3 separate regions of the Sus scrofa genome follow, and all the other regions are linked to region 1. Evidence: chromatin contacts called from public HiChIP or PLAC-seq and promoter capture Hi-C data. All regions are on one chromosome and are shown on one strand. The core of a region is the stretch at or near the end of the contact, and the rest is flanking DNA. Distances in the headings are between cores, read along the strand shown.

Region 1 (3,250 bases), core at 374-2,873:
TAATCAAGTTAACATCATCTGTCTCAGACCCTTGCCAAGAAGCTTATTAACAAAGTGTGCATAACAGAGGCACTCAATAAACACTGGATTTCAAAAAAAAAAAATTGTTTCATTTGTTTATAGGCTTAACCTGTCTCCACCAATGCCATCCCCACACTTAACTTCAGGAATCACAAAAGAGAGTAATGTATCCGTGGGTATTTGGTGGGGGGGTCAGTTAGGGAAGAAATAAAAAACACAGTGAATATTAAAAACCCGTTAATTCCGAGTTCCCATTGTGGCTCAGCTGTAACGAACCCAATCAGTATCCTTGAGGATTCCGGTTCAATCCCTGGCTTTGCTCAGTGGGTTAAGGATCCAGCTGAGGCTGTGGCTTACGCAAGCAGCTGCAGCTTGGATTCCACCCCTAGCCCAGAAACTTCCATATGCTGCAGGTGCAGCCCTAAAAAGCAAAATTAAAAAAGAAAAAAAAAAAAAAAACCCATTCATTATTTACCTGTCTCATGGATTATTTTTTAAGCAGTTGGTGTCTTACTATAAAGAAAGGTGCAGCAAATCCAGATCCAAAGTACAGAGTCATCATAGCTAGCAACCGCCACTTATTTTCCACTGAAAATGGCAAATTCTGTTGGGGGAAAAGTGAACAACAAAAACTGAACTTTAAAATCTGATCTTAATTTTACAGATCAAAATTAATTCCTACATAACCAAACTATACATTATATATCATAATCATGACATCTTTTTAAACATTATCTTTCAAATCCTATAACCTTCATCACACAAAATTCTAAAAAGCAAAAATATCTGGCTTTACTGATGAGCTCTACCTCTTTATACCCTTTCTCGGCTTATTAATGCCAGGCTTCATGTAACCTTCTGGGGCCCTTACTGCTAACTACCTGATTTTAATATACTTAATATAATCAGGTATTCCTGATTTTTATCAAGTGTATTTATTTACACTTGATGATAAAACCAGCTTTTCCAGCAAGGAGGGAGGATTAGTACTTGTAACTTAGCAAACTAGTCGGCGAAGATGAGACCCACACCACAGGCCCTCGTATCCTCAAGTTTTCGATGACCTTCACGTCCAGTCCGGTGACCTCTAACTAGTCTTTAGGCCACAACACCTGCAGCTAGGGCGTGCAAAGTCCTCCAGATCTTGAAGGACGGGGTGGAACGAAAAGGGGTACTGAGGGAGCGCTAGGGCGTGGTAAGGCCTGTGGCTTTACGAACTCCTTCCTTTTCGCGGCTATGGCGCGCAGTCCGGGCCCTGAGCTTTCTCTCTAGTCCCTGGGGGACATGGAAAGCTAGTCCACGTCCCAGCCCATGTTCTCGGTTTCCAATCTCCCTCACCACGGCCCACAGGCGGCCTTGTAGTTCAGCCAGTCGCAGGAGATGACCCCTACCCAAGGAAGCCAGGCCCTTTACGTACTAACCTTCCCTGGACCCTCCTCATAGTGGCTCCTACGGACCACAGAGGTTGTGAACCTCCGAATACTCTGTCCCAACATTGCGCTGTTGCAAGGTCTGCGAAAGGTGCAGAGACTGAAGGCAAAAGAAACGGCGACGCAGACTGAAGCCTCCCTTCCTCTTGACCTTGCTCCCCTGCGTGAAAGGGCCGAAAGGGAAGATGGGAAATGGGCAGAGCTCTCGGAAAACGCGACTGCGCGGCTCCCTCGGAGGATTGTGGGAATTGTAGTTCAGATACCCGCGGTCCCTTGTCAGCCCTGGAGGGTTGTGGGAAATGCAGTCTTCCTCCAGGTTTCGGTAGGGTGAGGCTTTTCCGAAGAGCGGTGCTTCTCTCAGATCAGAGTTCTTGGGGCCTGTCTCTGAAGCAATTTTACTGAAATTAGCGAAGCAGTTTCACTATGTGTATTCTAGCTCATGGAACAGGAAGATAAGCTCTCCCTATTCTTTTTTAGTGACTAGATGTGTATTCTAGTTCATGGAACAGGAAGATAAGCTCTCCCTATTCTTTTTTAGTGACTATCTGCTAAGTGCCTATGATTTGCAGCCAGCTGGCAGAGATGTTATGCTATGATCGCACTGGAAGCAAAAAAAGCATAAGCACAAGTAACCAAATGTGAAGTATAAAGGATGTCAGGAAAAAAACTGAGTCGAACTGCGAAAGGAAGGATGGCCAAAGATATCGAGAACTGAAGAAAACAGAAGTAGGGATAGGTGGAAGAGAAAACTCAAGGCCAACCTGAGTATAGCATGTTGGGATTGTGGAAGAGAAAGCAGCCACATGTACCTTGAGCCAGCCAGTACTAGAAATTGGTGTTCTCCTGTTGAACCCAAACAATAGCACAGAACGTGCACATCAAAGTTACTTTTGGCAGTGGTAGCTATTGAAAATAATATCACTCTATTATATCTGAACATAAACAAAACATGAACATTGTCAAGTCACAAAAATGACCAAACATCACCATCTGCAGTCAATATGATGACTTTTGTGTCTTTACCAATTACAACTTTAACTTTGGACTTATCTTTCTTTCTTCTAAGTTAAATTTAGTAATATAGCCAAAGCTTTGAAAAACTAACCTAAATCCTTTAAGTTCTAACACCTTACTGAGGTCCCCAGGGTTCCTGTGTGTATCAAGCCTCTCCTATTACAATGAGTAATAAACCCAGCTTCTTCAGTTATAGATGTATTCCTGGGAGTCTGACTAGTGGGTACTGGGAAGAAACTAGTTGTAAATGAGGTTGGGAAAATAGTATTAGGTTAGATTGTGAAGGGCCCTGCGAACTTAAGTTTTATGTTATTTTTGTCTTTTTTTTTTAAGGGCCACACCCACAGCATATGGAAGTTCCCAGGCTAGGGGCTGAATGGGAATTGTAGCTGCTGGCCTACACCACAGCCATAGCAACAACACCAGATTCAAGCTGTGTCTGCAAACCACACCACAGCTCATGACAATGCTATATCCTCAACCCACTGAGCAGGGCCAGGGATCAAACCCACATCCTCATGGATACCAGTTGGGTTCGTCACTGCTGCACTATCACTGTATCTCCAAGATTTATGTTATTCATCTGGAAGGGTGTATGTTGCTTCAGAGGGCTCACTTACATGCAGTAAATAAACAACGTCAAATAAGATCTGTCTTGCTTGGAAAACTAGGTAAAAGTGTAGGCTTTAATCTTTCTTTATCTTTTGAAAGAGAAAAGCCATGTTTCACTGTGACTTAAACCTTTTTAAAAAGTGAGTAGGTTTTATTTCTACAAGTAACTTGCA
Region 2 (3,250 bases), core at 305-2,804, 670 kb before region 1:
AAAAAGAATTGACATAGTATACATAACTTTCATGGTTCTAAGATTTTATACATACATTCATTTATCTAAATCACTTCTTTTCCTGACTTTCTGTTTTTCCTTTTAAATTACTCTTTCCCATTATACAGTCTCTTTGGATGCTCACAAACCATTGGACTCATAACTTGCCGTATCCTTCCTTAACATCAGCACATTTTCTTTTTTCTCTTTTTCCCTCTTTTCTTAGCCAATGTACTACTCAACTTACTAACTTATGTTCAAGGAGTGTCTGGATCTCCGGTTATAAACTACAAATGGTGTGAGTTCAAGAAATTCAAATAACTGTAAAAGTCTACCTTCAACTGCACCCACCCAAACAAAACAAAAAAGGGGGGAAAAAAACTCTCTCTTTCATAAGGCTTTAAAAATATTTTCATTGAAAGCAGAGTTAGAGATACCATGAAACCTCTTTTTACCTATAGACCTTTTCAACTTTCTGAATCTCACTATCTTTATGTGCTTTTTTAATGTTTATTTTTAGGAAAACAACTTACAGTAAGTAAATCCATCCTTTCTAACACAATGTATGATGCACAGGAGAAGGTATGCCTAAATGGGACAAATATAAAATCAGTAAAGACTTTTATGTGATCAATGTAAATTCTGTATCTCAAAAACAATTTTGAAAGCATTAGTTTTACATATATATAGATAGATATAAAATCTTAAGTTTAATAACAGCTTGTTGTAAGGCTCCCTTGAGGGCAATAATAAAGATGGGAATCTCAAGAAAACCCTAAAATTACCACTACCATACATTGTGGCCTCAGAGATGGAAATGGGGGAGAGGATTGGCTAGTCATCAACAGAAGCAGAAGAAAAAAGGCACAGAAAATAATAGAAAGGGACACATACGTGTCACAACAGTGAAGGACAATACTCCTGCACTGCTTCTAGTTTTCCAATTAGCGCCCCAGACGTTCTTCCTTAAAACGGAAGGAAGGAATGCTTCTGCCCTAGGACCTTGACTGTTCCATCTGTTCCAATATCACCCGCTACATGATTGGTACTTCCGCGACTCTTTCAAGTCCTTGCTCAAATGTCACCTCAGTGAGACCTCCTCTGAACATTCTATTTAAAAGGTGACACCCTCTCACGTCCTTTCCACACTTCACTTATCCCACGTGAATTGCTTATGTTAGCTTCAACATAGCCACAAATTATTCCCTTTTGGACACCCTGCCTGTCGCTTCTCCTTTAAATCTTGTGGGGAAGGGCGGAGCTAGGACCGAGGCTAAAAGCGAGGAGGAGCCTTCTACAGGCTACGCCTACTTGCGTCGTGGGCAGCGGGCCAGCGATCCCGCGCGGAGACATTCTTCTCCTCTTCCGCTCCGGAAGCGCGACTGCGGAGGGGATTACCACGTGACCTTGACGTCAACGCGCCCGCGCCAGGCGGACCTGATTCCCTCGGCTTCCCAGGGGTCTTGGTTTGTGGCTTATCTGCTTTCCACTCTGGTGCGGCGCAGTTCGCGGTCCTCGCTCAAGGCCCTCTGGGCCTGGCCTCCAACTTAAGTATGTACCACAATAGTAGCCAGAAGCGGCACTGGACTTTCGCCAGTGAGGAGCAGCTAGCCCGGTTGCGGGCCGACGCCAACCGCAAATTCAGATGCAAAGCAGTGGCGAATGGGAAGGTAAGAGCTCCCGCTGCCGGCCCCTTACCTAGGTCTCTACGAGCTCTAGCCCGTCCCCCTCCGCCAGGACTCCCTGCACACCTTCTTCCTACCTGCCCCTGCCTTCTCAGTGCAGAGTGCGTTTATTTAGTAAACGACGAGCACTCTGCCGGATGCTCTGGGTTAGGGACAGACGAAACTATCCATCTTACAGTCAAGTGAAGGAAAGATAAAAAAGCAGTAACGGCAAAGAATACACTTTGTAGGATGCTAATATAATGAGGGGAGGGACTTTTCTCATCAGCTGTTGTGGAGAAGATGGGGGAAGGACCTTCCAGGTGGACAGAGCCACAAGTGCAAAGTAGAAGGTCAGTAATTGCAGGGCTGGTCCGTGGAACGCTCATGGTTCTGTGTGGCGGAAGCTGAGTACCTGTGCATGAAAGGCTGGAGAAGGTAGACAGGGGACTCGTAAATGGAAGTAAAGAGTTTAAAGTTTGTGAAATTTTATATTGGAAATTAACCCTGTTAGATTCTGTTGTAGAACGAGCTTTCTGGGAAAGAATGGATTGATTGGATGGGGCATGGTGGAGGCAGGGGGACAAGAGACCGTTAGCATGAACCAGTTGACCAGACAGAGATGGTTTGGACTGTGGCCTGCCAGCCACGTCCTTCCTGTTCTCCTTCCTCTTCGGTTTAATCTTTGCTCACAAGCTCCAAAAAAACACCACCATCCATTCTAGCTTCTGTGTCAGACCTGTTTTGATTCTGAGTACTGAGGTACCTTTACCTATAATTCACAACTTACTTCATATCACTTTGTGCTGCACAAAGTAATACATATTGTGCAAAATTCAAGTATTTAGTATGTGTGAGCTCATACAGCCCTCACAACTACTCCATGAGGTAGATACTGTTGTTTTCCTTGCTTTACATCTGAGGAAACTGAGGTACAGAGAGGTTGAATAACTTCTCAGGCTATATGCTAATAAGTGACAGAGCCAGGATTTGAACCCCTGGAATCTCGTTCCAGCATTCCTTCAGTAAACCACAAGGCTGTGCTGTCTTTAAAGTTAGAACCTGTGTTAGTTGCTTAGGACTGCTCTTAAAAAATTTACCACAAACTGGGTGCATTAAAACAGAAATTCATTGTCTAAAACAATGGAGGATAGAAGTCTGAGGTTCTGGAGGCTAGAAATCTGAGGTCAAGGTGTTAGCCAAGTGGTAATCTCTGTGGCTTCTAGGAAGGATCCTTCCTTTCCTCTTCCAGCTTCTGATAACCCGGGTGTACCTTTGCTTGCAGCAGCTAACTCCAATCTTTACATCCATCTTTACAAAATGTTCTCCATGTGTCTCTGTGCCCTCACATATTCTACTTATAAAGATACCAATCATACTGGATTAGGAGCCCATTCTACTTCAGTGTGACGTCATCTTAACTAATTAAATCTGCAGAGATCTTATTTCCTCACCTTCTGAGGTACTGGGGGCTAGAAATCAACACTTTTTTTGGCAGTCCTAATTAAACTCTTAATAGCATTAAATGAATATTTGTTGTAAATGTGTAGTGTTTATTAACTATCAAGTATAGTCTGTAGAGATTT
Region 3 (3,250 bases), core at 301-2,800, 530 kb before region 1:
TTTTTTCCTCTGATACTCACCAAGTTGTCAAAATTCTAAAGGTCAATTAAGACAGATATGAGGGACCTATAAAACAAGTTTTGCCTACTATTAGCACTTCCCCATCAACATTTTCCTCTCATCAAGGTCCACCTATACATACCTATGAAGAGAACAAGGTGGAGGTACTACATACGGAAGAGTCACTTCCTATATATTCTGCTGTAGACTGTCAAAATTAATTTTCAAATAGAATACTGCATTGGCCACCAACAAAAACTGTTGAAGAGAAGCACACTATTTTGATTTGCTCCAACATTCTACTTAGGTTTCAACTATAAAAGAATTACACTAATATCCATAAATGGGAATTCTACAACATAAATTACAGATATTGCAGAGTATGGGCCCCTAACCACACGTATACTTCACAGAACCCCCTTCTTTTCTCGCTGACCCAGGCTCTCAAAAGTGATCCAAAGACTTCTCCATCATTAAGCCTTGCGATTTGCAGCGCAACGAAAACAAAGCATTCTGACCAATGCATGTCTCAAATGATACTAGTACAATACTCATTCAAATACTTGTAAAGCTTCTTACTAATCATCTAACCCGGGTTAATACGGACAAGGACCGCCTGGGTATCTGCAAGCTCAGCTGAATCCCAGGACGGCACCTCAATTTGGAAGGGGCAGAACCTTATCTGGTTGTCACTGGATCTACACTTTCCCATGCTTCCCATATTTAAAAATTTACATCTTCCCAGAGGAGCAATAAATATACAAAGACGCCAGGGAGTGTGCCTGTAGGGAAGATGAGTGATCAAATTAAATCCCTACGCACGGAACCTTAAGCTTCAAAACTTTTCACAACGAGTCACAGCTGCAGGAACGAGGCAGGTTTTCTCACTTCTTTCCACGAGCCAGCTTCCCCCAAAACAGCGGTCTTGACTTACTGGTTAGTTGGAGGAGCGGTCAGCGGGATGGCCACCTCTTCCTCCTCGTATTCTGGTCCATCCAGAGAGTCACCTTCGTCCACTGTTCCCAGGCCTGCGCCCAACGGGGGCAGCTGAGGAGGTGGCGGCAGAGGAGGGAATCCACCGCCTGCCCCGAACGTCTCAGTAGACAACGAAGTGGTCCCCTTGGTGAGAGCCATCTCCCCGCCGGGTCCGGCAGCGGCAGCACCAGCCACGCCAGCAGCAGCACCTCCCCCTGACAGTCCGGCTCCCGCCAGTGCCCCAGCCACAGACCCAGGTCCCAGGATCGATGACCCCAGAGCGGCTCCTCCACCCAGAGTCCCGGCCACTCCAGCTTCCGCCTGCCCAGAATAGGGGCCAGCTGCCACAGGCAGGGCCGCGGGTATCTTCACCCGACACGCTGCCGGATAAGCACTCGAGCCCGCGGCGGCGCCGCCTCCAGCTGCCCCGGCGGTGACCGGGCCGCCTTCCTCACTGCCGGCCTCGGCCGCCATCATGTTGAAGCCCGCTCTCCTCTGCCCTGCTCTACTCGCCCGGGAGCCCCGGGGGCCACCAGGCCCGGGCTCCGAGCCGCCCCACCCAGGCGCGTCCCCCCTTCAGCTCCACAGGCGGAGGAAACAACAACAAAAGGAGAGAGCCCGCCGCCGCGCCCCCTCTTCGGGCCACAGCCCAGGCTCGGGAGCTACCCGGGTTACGGGAAGAGAAGTGGGCAAAAAACCCAACGCCTGCACAAACGCCGACCAAACCTTCACCTTACACACCCACACTCACGCACACATGCACAGAAGCGAAAAACTTCCCGGCTGCACTAAAGAGGAAGGGAAGCACAGGGGAAGCGGCTGGGGCGGCTGCCGATCCTTCAGCCACCGCCACCGCCGCCGCCGCCACCACCGCTTCTTCACCACCCCAGTTCCGGCCACCCCCACCGCAGCCACCGCCGGTGCCGCTGCTGGGGCTGGGGCCACTGCAGCCGCTTCATCCTCCACCGGGCTGAGATGGGAGGGGTGGGGAGAAAAGAGGAAGGGGGGCGGGGTAGTGGGGAAATCAACTGAATTGCTCCCAACCTGGAGCGCTCGGAGAAATCGACAAGAGAAAGGAAGGCGGGGCAAGGGAGGAGGAGCGGAGGGAAGGAAGGGCGGGGGGGCGAGGGGAGGAGGAGGGAGAGGGCAGCTTCTGCGCAGGCTCCTTCCCGGTGCAGGGGTGGTGGGGGGTGCTGGGCCTGGAGGAGGAAAAGGAAGAGTCGGGAGGGAAGGAAGCGGCGGGGACGCGCGGTTCGCGGACGCGCTCTCTGTCCGGCTCCGGGTGTAACGCGTGGCGGCGCGGCCTTTTCTACAGTCGGTGTGCGCCTCCCTCCCTGGGCTTTGTTTGTTGGGCCGGTGGGGTGGAGGAGGGGAGGAGTGGGTCTCGGCGAGCACGCGGCCGCTCAGCTAGGTGAAAAAAGGAGAGTCGAAATGAGACCTGGAGGGGTTGGACCGGAGGGACGGGGGAAAGGGAAAGGAAGATGCTGCGAAGCCAGTTCCCTGCTTCCTGACCGGTAGAACAAACTCCCTTGGTGGCGGCGCAGAAACCAGACGGCCGAGGTCGGCCTGGGTCGGGGTTGGAGGGGCGGACTGCTTCCAAGGTCTTAGGCGGTACTGCTTGTGTTTTCATTTTCTTTGCATAATATAAATTACTATAACACTACTACAAACTAAAATAATGTGAATTTTTTAAACTAGGTTCTGACAAAACGAAATGAATAAGGGAGGGGGCGTGTGTGGGGGCTAAGAATTTTGGTAGAAATAGCCAGATTTCTACGACCATACACCATTGTTTTCTTCACGATCCTTTCCCCCTATTGTTTGTATGTGTCTTCAGACACACTGCCTGTGCTATTGCAAGTCTGTTGGATACTGGTAAGGTGTGGAGAGGAGCAGTGCTGTAGACAACAGTAATCAACGCACTTTTGTCCTGGTTTGTGTGCCTAACAGTAGGGCGTGAAGACACAGGCACTTTAAACAGGCAATTGTCAAGAAGGTCCCAAAGTGTCGGTTACAATTATGTATAGTTTCAAGAATTACCAATAAACCAAAATTTCACCCTTAATATGTGCAGACAATGGCTTTTGTGCTGTCTTTTATATTAGAACATGTAAACATAACTGGAGGAATCATTCACCTTTTTTTTTATTCCAGTATATGTAATTTACCCTTTTAGATTCATACATTGTTCATTTTAATTTTCCCAGAAGGGATCTCACATTAAATACCATTAAATATTGATCTTTGAGATCAGATTTTCTCTGATAAGGATGGT

What was found. Promoter capture Hi-C pulls out the DNA fragments that hold promoters and counts their contacts. HiChIP or PLAC-seq counts read pairs in DNA pulled down with a chosen protein or histone mark.
Region 2: a contact with region 1 is called in an H3K27ac HiChIP or PLAC-seq map of alveolar macrophages. The contact joins the promoter of CCNH here to the promoter of COX7C in region 1. A contact is called at or near these places in 1 of 5 promoter capture datasets (liver), 5 of 47 Hi-C or Micro-C datasets (embryonic fibroblasts, heart right ventricle, liver and 1 more) and 1 of 2 datasets of contacts at active chromatin or transcription factors (alveolar macrophages).
Region 3: a contact with region 1 is called in a promoter capture Hi-C map of liver, with 4 times the contacts expected there. The contact joins the promoter of RASA1 here to the promoter of COX7C in region 1. A contact is called at or near these places in 1 of 5 promoter capture datasets (liver), 1 of 47 Hi-C or Micro-C datasets (heart right ventricle) and 2 of 2 datasets of contacts at active chromatin or transcription factors (alveolar macrophages and skeletal muscle).

What each region holds. Positions count from the first base shown.
Region 1 is chr2:94,343,820-94,347,069 of Sscrofa11.1, reverse strand. COX7C (cytochrome c oxidase subunit VIIc) reads right to left here and starts at 1,623. Exons shown (of 3, transcript NM_001097474.1): 1 at 1,443-1,623; 2 at 497-625. The coding sequence starts at 1,517. The coding sequence ends at 509.
Region 2 is chr2:95,016,795-95,020,044 of Sscrofa11.1, reverse strand. CCNH (cyclin H) reads left to right here and starts at 1,554. Exons shown (of 9, transcript NM_001166313.1): 1 at 1,554-1,670. The coding sequence starts at 1,554.
Region 3 is chr2:94,877,915-94,881,164 of Sscrofa11.1, reverse strand. RASA1 (ras GTPase-activating protein 1) reads right to left here and starts at 1,550. Exons shown (of 25, transcript XM_003354207.4): 1 at 935-1,550. The coding sequence starts at 1,452.